Linked DNA regions of Zea mays: region 1 is linked to region 2. Evidence: chromatin contacts called from public Hi-C data. All regions are on one chromosome and are shown on one strand. The core of a region is the stretch at or near the end of the contact, and the rest is flanking DNA. Distances in the headings are between cores, read along the strand shown. Region 1 holds the start of LOC100194375. Region 2 holds the start of LOC100276246.

The links. A called contact is a pair of places that touch in the nucleus more often than the background predicts.
Region 1: a contact with region 2 is called in a Hi-C map of leaf, with 4 times the contacts expected there. The contact joins the promoter of LOC100194375 here to the promoter of LOC100276246 in region 2. A contact is called at or near these places in 2 of 25 Hi-C or Micro-C datasets (leaf and tassel).

What each region holds. Positions count from the first base shown.
Region 1 is chr1:261,716,856-261,723,566 of Zm-B73-REFERENCE-NAM-5.0, reverse strand. LOC100194375 reads right to left here and starts at 2,816. Exons shown (of 13, transcript NM_001139410.1): 1 at 2,645-2,816; 2 at 2,442-2,537; 3 at 2,261-2,338; 4 at 610-690; 5 at 304-523; 6 at 157-215. The coding sequence starts at 2,710.
Region 2 is chr1:261,452,505-261,459,366 of Zm-B73-REFERENCE-NAM-5.0, reverse strand. It overlaps LOC100276246, which reads right to left and starts at 4,953. Exons shown (of 4, transcript NM_001150081.2): 1 at 4,606-4,953; 2 at 3,403-3,541; 3 at 2,596-2,692; 4 at 1,908-2,513. The coding sequence starts at 4,928. The coding sequence ends at 2,191. LOC100274225 (putative oxidoreductase, aldo/keto reductase family protein) reads left to right here. Exons shown (of 9, transcript NM_001148596.1): 9 at 1-203.

The DNA of each region.
Region 1 (6,711 bases), core at 1,567-4,066, 270 kb before region 2:
CCAGTTGCAAAAACTTGACACTGACACAACCTAGCATTGGCCTGTTTGTTTTTCAAGAATCGTGATGCATAACAATGTCAACATAAGTACAGCGTTGAATGTGAAATTCCTCAGAAACAAATGTAGCTGACTTCATACATAGAATAGGTGCCTTACCTGACCAACAGCCTGTATTTTTCTTTTATGAACTTGAATATCTTTTTCAACATCAGTTCCTACAGGTGACATTGGCATGTATGAGAATCATGCATGCATGACATTACTAGCCTTCTATTACACTTTATGAAATCACAGTAAGCAAACCTGACACAATATGTAACAAGAATTGTTTACTCCTGTCCAGTCCTACTATGTTCAAACGATTTGGCTTTTTAGCTTTATCTTTCCCACTAGAAGAAGAAGTGTCTGAAGGACCACTGACAGGAACAGAACATAGTAAAGCAGTAACAGCAGCACCATTTCTTCTATGAGTAGCAGCAACAGCCCCAGGCAACACATCTGTTACCAGGTCACCGCTAACTACCTATTCAAACACATCTCAATATGTCAGAATCGTGCAACATTTTGCCAACATTGCCATAACATGAAAGTACAAACAAGGAACATTACCAAAATATCGTTTGCCATCAGTCGCTTTGAAATAGCTCGTAATGCACCAGCACTTCCAAGGTCTTCAGAAACCACAACTACCTGAATACAAAAAAGAGTTACTTCTGCAAACAAAATGAAATAATGTTCCTCCCCCTACAGTCATTCAATTGTTTGTCAATGAGATTGAGCTTGTAGCATACCATAAATAAACAAATCTCAATCATACAAAACAAAGAATTAGGAGAAAACTTCATAAAAACAGGAATGAACTCAAGAAGTTATAAAGTTACTAGAAATAGAATCATATATTATACTGACTCTATACATATCATGAACAGAAACATCCATGAGCTTAATGATTAGAATTGATGAAAAAGGAAATAAGATAGAAGAAAGGCATGCTCACGAGAAATTTAAAGTTTAATGGAGTTATGTTTGGATTGACATATAGGGCATGTTTGGTTTGCTGCCTAACTTTTCTGCATAAGGTTAGTTCTTCAATTCGGACGACTAACCTTAGGCAAAATGTGACACAGTTAGGCACGAACCAAACAGGCCCATAGTCCGCAAGCTTCACATTCTCACTTCATCGAAGTGTTCAAAAAACAACGAAGATTACATTCAAACATTGCTAACAACAACAAAGCCTTTTAGTCCCAAGCAAGTAGGGGTAAGCAAGAGTTAAACCCCAACAAAACCCACAAGTCAAGGTTTGGGCACATGGATAGCCATTTTCCCCGCACTCCTATTCAAGGCTAAATCTTTGGGTACATTCCATTCTTTCCCATGTCAACTTTGGGTATATTGTTTTGGTACATTCAAACATTGGTAAAAATAATATAAATCATGTAAAAATCAAACTAGTAGCCAGCTTAACTCCAACTTTAAACACAATAAAGAGCAAAAATGGGAGATCACAGTTAGAATATACTCTTGTTTCAATAACAATTTACAACCATGAAATGGTACTGAGCTATAGAGGGAACATACTTGAAATCAAATTTTTATTTAGAACTAAAGGATTTGTTTATGTTATGCTACATTCATAAATCATAAATAAATTAGCATATGTGTCATAGAAGGCATTCGATTCAAAACTCGGTGAGTGATTGGCTGCTGCCTAGTGCCTCATCTCCACTTAGGTGGCTAACTAGCATGAAAGGAAGTTGTAGCAAGAAAAAAGTATAGGAGCACGCTCAAAAAGGTCAGTAGGGGAGGCCAAGCAACACCTAAGTGGCAGCCTCTCAAACACTGATTAGCCTTCAATAGTCGTAATATCAGCACCTCAACAACTCAGACAAACAGGTATCAGGTATGATAGCATATCCACTCTTCAAGATCAGTTTGTTTAAATGAAAATCCACTCGACACGAGAATTTTTTCCACAAAAAATCATGAAGTCCCAATAACAATGCTAGTAGATGGATGTCTAATTGCCTAGTCAAACTAACTCAAAATCCACATGAACGAGAATCTAATCTAAGAACTAAAACATTCACCTAATATCTACTTCTAAAGGTTTGTTTGGTTCTGTCATCCAACTAATTTATCTGCATGCATCCTTAAAACAAAGGTATATGCTTGTACGATCTTCTCAGCTCCAATTTCATATCACTCTTAGCACTAACACAAAGGCAATTTTCCAAGTAACAGTCAGAACCAAACTCACCTCCACTCGAAGCCGATCCAGGTACGCACTGGATACCCAAGCGTCGACAAGCTGCGCTGCCTCCTGCCCCTCAACCACCTGCATCACACCGCATCAGCTAAACAATATCCTGCTCGTGCCTTGGGAAGTTGGGGCCACAGCCCTGATAGGAGGAAGAGAAGCAGAAGAGCGATGAGCTCACCACGATGAGGTCCTTGAGGTCGCTGGCCTCAAGGAGGTCCAGCGCGTAAGAGAGTACGGGGCGATTGGCGACCGGGAGCAACGCCTTGGGAACGTCCTGCGCAGCGACGAGGAGGAAGCTTAGGTACAGGACTACATGTTAAGACGCGGGACAAGCAAGGGGTGAGGTGAGATTTGGGGGGGGGGGGGGGGGGGGGGTACCACCTTGGAAACGAGGGGCGAGAGTTTCTCGGAGGTGCCTCCGGCGAGGACGACGACCTGGAAGTCCATCTCCGGAGAGGATGAGGCGAAGTCACGCGCGGTGGCGGCCTGGCAGGCGGCGGGGAGCGTCTCAAGCGTCGGCCGTGGCGTGGCAGCGCCGATGCCCGATGGGGACTTGGGGAGTACCGGACTGGGAGAGGGGGGGACTCTGCAGGCTTTAGGGCTCCAATTGCCAAACTGGGCCTTTTCCTTACCGTCGGACCGGGCTTTCCTACGATGCAACGAACTTGGCCATTGGCGCCATTGGGGCTACGTTGTAAGGCCCTGTTTGTTAGAGGGATTAATCTTTAATTCTTGGTTTTTAGTTTCGTTTAGTCTCTATTTTATCAAACGAAAGGACTAAAATAGAGACTAACTGATTTTAGTCTCTAGTCCGTCACATAGATGCTAAAAGGGACTAAATGGAAACATTTACTCCAATTGCTTTTGCCTAAAAAATGGTGTGAAACAAGAAAAGATGTATTTTGGTTTCTATGTGTTGTATTTAATGTATTTAGAATTTATTTAGTCCCTACAACCAAACAGAGTAGGTACTAAAGTTTAGTCTCTGGATTAAACTTTAGTCCTAAGACTAATGGAACCAAACGGGACCTAAACCTGCCTCCAATCTTATATTTATCCCCTTTCATATTCTTTATTTTAAACTTCACTCTACAAATAGATTATTTGCTAAGTTTGTATATATGTACTAGGTATGTGTCAATGTGTTTCTATATAAGTTAAAAATAGTATAAAACATAAATACGGAACGATAAACTGATATAAAGTCTGTATAGCAAAATATATCAGTCTTTACTTGAAAGCACTCCTTTCCTCTATGGATTAGTAATGAGAAAGCATGTAGTCGTGCTGGCTGCAATTAAGAGTGAATGCGAAGTTAGGTGTGTTGTACGGATTGATGTGTATTCTAATTTGTAAGTGTGGAGGTGTGGCAGCGGCGGATGAAGTTCTTGATGCCATGTCCATGAGGGATGTGTTTGCTTGGAACTCCATGATCTGCGGTCTTGCTACCCATGGATTGGGGCATGTCGCAGTCCAGCTCTTTGAGAAGTTTGTCAATGAGGGGTTCTGCCTGACAAGCATCACATTTGTGAGGTGCTGAATGCCAGCGCCGTACTAGCCTTGTTGATGAAGGGCGACGATATTTCAAGCTGATGGCAGAGAAATATGGCATTGAGTCAGAGATGGAGAATTACGGATGCAAGGTTGATCTTCTAAGTCATGCTGGTCTTGTTCAGGTTGCTGTTGAATTGATCGAAGGGATGAGCACCCCACCTGACCTAGTTTTCTGGGGTACAATACTGTCAGCTTGCAAGAGACATGGCCTTGTAGACTTGAGTGTTACTGTTGGTAATAAGCTAATTGAATTGGATCCAACTCATGATGGATACTATGTTCTCCTTGTAGTATCATCATTGCAAAGATACAAAAATCATGAAAAGGATTAAATAGCATAATAGAAATATCTAAGATTAGAGCCAAAACTTTATCCATTCGTTTTGTCCAGTTCCCTCTAACTACTATATGATAATGTTGAATTTTTTGGTTTTGTTTTTTATTTTTCAAACTAAATTATATGCCACATATATTTATATAACATATTGTCACACCCATTTCCGAGGGCAGAGCCGGGTGCATAGCATATGTGTGCCAGGATCTATTTCCACACATATGTTGACGTCACAAGTGTAATATATCAAAATAACAATGCATAAGAGCGTAAATAACGATTATATTAACATATTACACTTCAAACAGACATAATGTCTTAACCTTTATTCATCAAAGTACAACGAACATGGACATCCATCCACAGGAAGATGAGCGGGGGTATCACTAGACTAGCATCCATGGAGTTCAGCATCATATCTTCATCTACAACTTCTGATCAAAATTAAGCAAGGGTGAGCTCACTTATGGTCGGGGCTTAGCAAGTGGGGGAAAACTAATGCAAGGTAACAAGGTGAGACTGAGGTTGAGCAGTAAGCATTTTAGTTGGTCAACATTTTATTAACAACACCTATCTTAATAATAAGTGTGAATCCCAAGTATTCCCATTAAGCAAAGGTATAAGAGTATATCAAAAACACTTAAGTGAAACCACTTAAGCAAAACCATTGGCAGATCATAGGATCTCGATTTATTTCCATCTTCAAGTTCAATTATCATGTGAGGAGTCCAGGCTGCTCATAACCATGAGCACGGCTGATATATCAGTTTTACACTCTGCAGAGGTGGCGCATCTTTACCCATGAGTCGCGATTCCCTTCTAGCGCGGGTTAGCTAGACTCGTATTCACTTCCGAGGTGAATGGCCAGTGTCTCACTACGAGGCTTCTCCCTAGAGTCCTCATTACGCAAATGCTGGAAATGGTCAAACTGCATAAGGCACACCTACCGTAACCAACTTATAGTCCAGACTACAGGGTAAAGCTTTGGGAACTATGCCCGTATCCAATCTGCCTGAGCCGAAACTATAAGCGCTTGCCAGATGCCCCTGTTCCGGTCGACCACGACCAGCACCCAACATAAGACTTCCCTAGTTATTTAGCCAAGACCAGAGTCATGATAGTTCTCATGGTAGCACTGTTTTCCCGGGTGGTCACTCCATGTTCCAATTAATATGCAATAATCATGTTTAACCATCGGGTTAACAACAATAATGAAAACTTACCATTTTGGAACATTAATATCATAAGCGGAAGTAACTGCATAAAGTTAAGTTGTAGCAATATCATAGCTACTTGATTAGATCATAATCCTAGGTTAAACAAGGAGTAAGGATGGAAAGGTTATCTAAATAGGTAACCCATCAAATTATGCATATATTCATCTAAGAATAAACTTTATTAAATGTATTGTTTGGGATCAAACAGAGTATGCAGAGGGAGAAGTCCACTTGCCTTGCTTATTGAAAACTTGAGACTCTTCCACGGATCTGAATAGATCTTGATTCTTAACTACTAGATCAACCACTGAATATCACACAAACAAACAAGAACAAACACCACTCAATAACATACCACATTCACCATATGTAAAGCTAAAAGAAAGCCTAACGAAAAGAGCATTCGTTTTTCTAAAACGTCGCAAGTAATGGTTATAATACGAGGGTATTCTTTTCAAAAATGTGTGATCTATACTTTATAAAACAAGACATGAGCTTAAAATATATTAATTAATATATACAAATATTTGGTTCACCAAATTAATATTTTATAAAGCGTCATACGTGATATGTCTAATATTAAGGGTTTATAAGACGATAAAACACGTTAGAACGATGTTAAACCTTTTTAACCTTTTTAGAAAAGATAAATATTATATATCTAAGGTTAATGGCCTACGAAACACGTTATTAATTTTAGAAGCATTATGGAACATATTATAAATCATCGTTAAACCTTCACTTATGACAAATTAAGATATAAGTCTAAATAGATTTTATGTGAAAAGATCATTATTATTAAACACCTATTTATGGAAAGTTATGATATATGTTTTAATAAACTTTTATGTAAAAGACAATAAACAAACAATTATATTTTATTATAAAGTACATGTCCTATATTTTATTAAGGAAGCCATATACAAAACAATATACAAACTAACATTATTATTAAAGAACATGAACACTAATTTCCTTAGTTTATTCTTTAGGAAAAACTAAGTGACACATATATAAATAATATGAACTAATTTTAATTAAATGATTACTTAAGCCTATATAACTAGTTGTAAACTAATATAAATCTAATTAACTAGGTTATGAGAGGACATAATTAATCTATTATTTATCTTTACATTTAGTTTAGAAACATATGACCTAAATATGAATATTATATTCATTGGTATGTTATTAACTATTGTTTTTAGTTATGACGATGTGAGCACTTAATTAAGCCATTATATAATTGTTAGAAAAGTTATATGACATATTACTTTTAAGTTTCTATTTAATACGGCTATACTTAAACATCTATAATAAATCCTATTAAATCAAAATCATGA
Region 2 (6,862 bases), core at 3,704-6,203:
CCTTTTTTGGCGAAAAGTAGCAATCCTCGGACAATACAAAGCCCAGAAAACATATTACAACCTATGATCGTATGGTCATACCATTTTGTTCATGCTGATACAATTATTGCTTTGTTCTTGTATTGGCTCTACAGGCAATACCAGCAGAGCAGAATTATGTTTTCTTTCCTTCACTGTGTAAGTAGAATGCAGGTTTTCACTGTGTAAGCGTTCTTTTATACTCTGCTAGTAACTGTATGATGTCTTCGACATTGACAGGTCTCAAGTGGACAGGTTTAACCACTACTCTCTGCATGGTAACAGTAGTAAAAGATCGTTAAACTACAAGATGCATTTTTTTAATGATAAATCCAATGATACTAATGTGAGCAACCCAAAGACCACACAATTTCTAGGAAGTTATGCGTTTATGAGGGGCACTTGTACTTGTTGCCTGTTATTATCAAATAATCATGTTTGGAAAGCAGGAATTGCTTCAAATTCCAATGGAGGTCCACCACTATAAACATGGCTGGCTGAGGAGCCTTACCTTACCTAAGGCCCTATTTGGTTCCATGGACTAAAGATTAGATTAGTCCCTATATTTTAGTTCCATGTAGTCTTTAAATTGTCAAAATGTGGGACTAAATAAGGGATAAAAACTGATTTAGTCCCTAATCTCTTAAGAGGTGACTAAAATGGACTAAATTATATTGATCCCACCGGTTGCTCTTCATTTATTTCTGTTGCCGCGGGAGGAGGTAGTGGCAGAAAAATGGTAAAGAATATTTTAATCTTCTTATAAGTAAATTAATAAGTATTGAAAATTTCTATCCTTAGAACCAAACAGGATAGAAACTACTCCCTCCGTTTCTTTTTATTTGTCGCTGGATAGTGTAATTTTGCACTATCCAGCGACAAATAAAAACAAACGGAGGGAGTAAATACTTAAAAGGACTAAACGAATCGAACAGACCCTAGGTTGTTGGACACTGGAGCAGTGAAACTGCACCGGTAGACCTTGAAGGCCTGCAACAAAATCATGTCGCCGTGAAAAAGGTCTGCACAGCTGCCTCAGTGTCTCAGTTTTACTTTACTATTCTTGCATTGTAAAGTTCTTTGACTCCGTAAAAAAAGGGGGGAAATCCTGAGAACAGATTGCTGATCACAGATAAATGAAATGGGAGAACAGTCCCCAAGAGCTCAGAATAGGGTTCTGACTTCAGTTTCATCCTGAAATGCTAAAGCTTGCTGATCAGAGATCTCGCACACATGTTATCCCACCCAGGATCTTGTTTCCAGCTAGACTGGATATGGTTATTTATAGTGTATTTGGTTTGTGGAGCTACCCTATATTTCATGAGGTGATGTATTATAAGTTCATCCCATAAATTTTGGTGAAATCAATCCACTTCTTATGTTTATACTAATTATTAGTCTATGAGAAATGTGGTGGTGATAGATTAACTCATTCTATTCACAAACCAAATAAAAAAGTGAGGAGTGAAAATAAGATAGATCACTTCATTGCTCAAACCAAACACACTCTTAGTGCTGTAAAACATATTCATGAGAGACAAAAACTGAGAGCAATTCTAAGAATACATACAGGGCTTCTGTGAGTTGACAGTGACCCTGTTTGTTTCAGCTTTTTGGAGCTTCTGACCACCAAAATCTGCTGCGGACTACCAAACGCTTAACTTTTCAGTCAGCTTTTATAAAATTCGTTTCGGTAAAAATCATTCAAAATCAACATAAACATATAATCGATTGAGTCATTGCAATAATAGGAATTCGTCACTTTTTAGATCCCGAGTCCTATGGACACCTTTATCTTTCTCCGCACATAATTCTAATGATACTCAGATTCTCTACACAACCAGATTCTCTACACAGCCAGATTTTCAGAAAAGCTGGTCAGAAAAAAGTTGAACCAAACAGGCCCAAGTATCACTTAGCAAACTTCGAGGCATGTTAATTGATAGGGCCTCGCTAATATGTCGACTGTCGAGGTTCCCTCACACTTGCATCTCAAAATACGCATAAATAAAATTACAAACTAGAAGACTCAACATATCCACATCCTACCAAACATACATCGATACAATTGAGTACGATCCCTGAGCAAAGAAACAGCCGCCCCCACCCCCAAACCACCCAAATGGCCTGGTGAATTTCTTCATTCTTGGCAGACAATGCCATGCGTCCTATTCATGCTTCCGCTAAATGCTGTACTTCTTCATCATCAAAGTAGTCAAAATCTTGGGTTTTCCAATTTTGTTTTTTTGACAGTCGACTTTTACACCTATGGCCATTCTCTGCTACTTCCAGGTCATATAATTCAAGCTGCTTTCGTACCCAAGGAGGGTCATCTGGACGAAGCCATATTTTCTCACGAGTGTCCTTGTGCTTGAAATCAGGGTAGTTGGCCCATGGTTTGGATCGTCGGTTGTCCCACCACTCATATGGGTTCGCAAAGAAGACCTGCCACAAGCGAAGCCTGCCTATACATTCATTCTCTTTTAGCATTTGAACTGACAATGTAAACAAAAGGGACTGATCAGAGACTAGTAGCTTCAATATCAAAATTGGAGAATTAAATTGGGCAAAACTTACGGGTGACAGATGTCATTGATGGTGGACTTGTTGAGTCTGCATCATTCTGAGGCTTCTTATTTTGATCAACAACATAATTCAGCTCTCTGACATAAATCTGTAAAATGGTGGGTGCCCAATTAAAAATGTAGGGAAGAGATAGTGCACTGAAAAAACACACACACTAAGAAAACTAATATCACAAAGCAACATGGAACAGGTAAACATCATGCACATATTTCAGTTTATTACCATCCAAAAAATATTACCTGTCCACAATGTTGAGGTGCCAAGACATTGAATAGATGAATTTATATGATCGTATTATGATGAAAATATGAGTAAGCAATAGGACCTATATTATGTGAATTCTGACCAAAGGCTGCACAACAGAAATTTATATGGACACATGTTCATGTCTGATCAATGGCTGCATCGGTACTAGATGTATATATGATAACATGTCCACATCTCATCAAACTATCAAGGGTGCATCAGTAATATATGTATATGACAATTTACAAAACACAATATCTACTGACATACAACACGTGGGTAGGTGGTACTAATATAGAGCCACTAGTTGTACAGTTGGTTTTTAACAGACAAGCATATATAATACTCCCTCCGTCCTAAAATAAAATTCGTTTTATCTTTTTAGTTGATTCATTCAATAATTAATGTATTTGTTTTATATATGTATCCAGATTCATCATCATCCATTTGAACATAGACATAAAATCAAAGACTAAAACGATTAATATTTTGGGGCGGAGGGAGTATATTCAGAATGGTAAAGAAAATAACAAATAGTTACAGCTATCAGACCTTATAGACAATGTGCCGTTCACCACTTGGACTGACTTTATGATAAGAGCCCAGATGACCAGATACATAAACGAGGTCATCATGCTTCAGATGCTTTAGGCCAACATTTGCCAGCTCACCATTCAGCTGCAATGTCACACTGTTCAAGTTCTTCATATTGTAAGCATAATGATATAACCCCAGTTTCATTTAGCCAAAATCACAATAAAGTTACTTGAACAAAAACATGCAAATAAATATATCGTTAGATCACCTAGCTCAAGTCCTTCATGCTGTAATTATAGTGATACAACCTAATTTTCATTCAGTAAATCAGTCCAAATAATAATAACAGTTTAACATGGTAGTAGGAAAAATAAAATTAAAAGAAGTATTATTAAATCAGGCATGCATTGTGGAGCTCCTGATTTGTTCCTGGGTATCATGAAAATGAGTTGCTTCTTAAGCTACTTTGTGGCAAATAGTGCCTACTGCCTAGTTTGCTTGATGGATTCAATTCTCTATTTGAATGGTACATTGACTTTTCTTGCACACTAAGCATGAGAAGGTTCAGTCTTAGTCAAACATAAGGCTTCCAAATTTGGAAGTACGACTTCGATTTTGTTTGGTGCGAAATTCGCCCCAAGCTATTCATGATGCACCAAAGTACTTTATACAACTATAAACATGGCGGACCTTCAGCTAAATGTTTGCTCCACTGAAGCATGGAAGATGGGATGTTACCAGAATGGAGTGAATCGCATCACAGAAAGTCCCTACTGATTCTGTTAGAACTGTGCTCAATTGTTCTTGTGGTTGTATGCCCTTTGTTTCTCATAGGGCTTAAGGCACCAAATTTTACACAAGACAAAAATATTTTAATCGAAGTATATTAACTCTACATAATGATGAAACTATATATGCGGCACACAATCGAAACATGACGTCCCACATGATATATATAAAAAGAAGGCTATGAGAATGCACCCAATTAGGGTCTGTTCGTTTTAATTACAATCCATGTGGATCAGTGGATGGGAGCAGATTGGGCGGGTTTAAATCCTTGTCAAGCCAAAATCTCTCTCAATCCCTATGGGATGGGAATAACCTAACAAGCCCTTACTAGGAAAGCCCTTACTAGGAGAGAACAAATAACTCTGCAGAAAGTGAGAGAGGAAATAACACAAGGATTGGCTGAGGGGGATCCGGAGCGAGGGACTCAACTTTATGTTGGACGAGCTCGAAGAGGGCGCGGGCGACGAGAGGGTGACGGAGAGGAAGGTGTACGCCCTGGGGACTTCAAGAAAGCTAGTGTCGATCGGCCTCACCGGTGCGGCGAGGCGACCGATGAGGCTGCACCAGTTCCAGGTGAGCCCCTTCTTGCTGACGGTAGAGGGGCGCCGCAGCATCGACATGCGGTACGCCACGCTCTCCGGCTCCCCCGAGCTACACCCACCACCTCCGCCGCCGTTGTGAAGCAGCCGACAGAACGGCGGCGGCAGCGGCGAACGCACGGCGGCGGCTCCGCCGACAAGGCGCCGCAGCATCGTATTATGTTTGGTCTGGTTTGGTGACTGACACAACGCGATGGGCTTTTCTGTCAACATCACTGGGCTTGTTGCGGGGAGCTATTTGCAATTTTGCCAATATTATTTGTGGCTCCTCAACTTGCTATCGGACTCATAAATCATATACAGATAGTCCCACAAGTTATAGAAGTAGATGACATAGTAACAAAGAGATAAATTTTAAAATGATAAAATATCAATTTTAGAGTGCGGTGTGGTGGTGGACGGACGAGGGCGCAACGACGATTGTGGACGACCACGCGACAACGGATGTGACTAGCGGTTTGGTGTAACACCTCAAAATTCTATCCTAGATACTTAATAAAATAATATAAAGATTTTGAATCCAAGTGTCTTTTATTAAGAATTTTCTCACCTCTCCTAAAAATAAATGTAGTTACAATAAAATGTCTTAATGAAAAAGGGCTTCATATGATTTAAGTTATTCCTTTGAATAATATATTTGGAGACATTCTCTAAAATGGTAGATTATCATACCACACCTTGTAAATAAATTTTCTAAAATAAATATTGTGGTGTGTATGTTTAAAAGTATTTGCATAAATCAATAAATAAACAATAAATAAAATTTGTTTACATTTTATACTGGAGTTCTAAAGTACACTTTCAATTTGACTTCATATATAAAATAGACACCATGTGTGTGGCGGCGCGCTGGTACTCGAGGATTGCTCATCGGAGTAAGGCCAAACCCCCCGGATCCGCACCTCCCCAGGGAGAACCCCGCCATCGCCCTAACCACCGGTAAGGGTGTACTTCCCCGCTTTGCCTCAGCCTACTCTTCATATTACGCACGCGGACAACCGGGATTATGGGTTGGGGCGCCATCTCAGCCATCTCCGGCGAACGTGCCAGCGTGGCCAGCCTGCGGGATGAAGGAGATGGCTTGGAGCCGTTGATTCTATTAAGGACGGTTGAGATTGCGGGGCGCGCACCGATTTGGGGTGCATCATCGACCGCGGGATGGCTGATGTGCGGTGGTGATCTGATCACGATTATTTAAAACATGGACCCTGGATCTTAAATCCAACGACTTAGCGTGCATACCGGTTCGATGTCGTTCCGATGTAATCTGGGCCCTCCATCTCAGATCACGCGGCCAGAAACATCCCATACCCCTTCGGCCTCGGTAATTTGCAAAAGAGCCCTTATGCTTCTATGTAATCAACCCGCAGTCTGGTGGCAGTGATAAAACCTTTAATATAGGTCCTGTTTTTAGCCAAAGTAACCCTGGACTTCCTGGAATGATAACCACGACCCAGAGAGTAAGTAAATCGAATAAATTAATATAGAAAATGATTTCTAGTATAGAAATGATTCTAGAATCTTGATTAATTTATAAGTAATTCATTTTAACTTCTTTTTGATCCATTCCAGTTGCATTAAACTCATATTAATATTGTTCATCATCTAATAACTTTATTTTGTTATAAAACATATGGTTGAAATCATGCTCCTAATTTGTTTTATGTCTAACTCCTAAATCTTCAGAAAATTATAACTCCTTAACCGTAACTCCGATTTTAGTGGTTCTCGAACCTACATTCTCGTAGCAGTGCATATAGTATTCTTACGCTATTTGTTCTTATGTTTGGTGTAATGTTATTTTTATGTACTTCCTGACTATTTGTATGTATTGCTACGAATAGAAGTGAGGTCACCAGAAATCTGAAGACCAACTTGGTGAGGTACCTGGAGTTTCAAGGCTAAGGCAAGTTATGCCCTTGATCACTCTTCTTTACCTAATAATGTTCTTTGTTAATCACCGTGACATGATCAGGTTAATTTGATGGGACCTAATAGATTTCCCTAGTTTTGTTTACCCCACCCCTTGCAGACAAATGAACTATTGGGTATACTTGCTATTGCTTTACCAGGTATTGGGATTAATG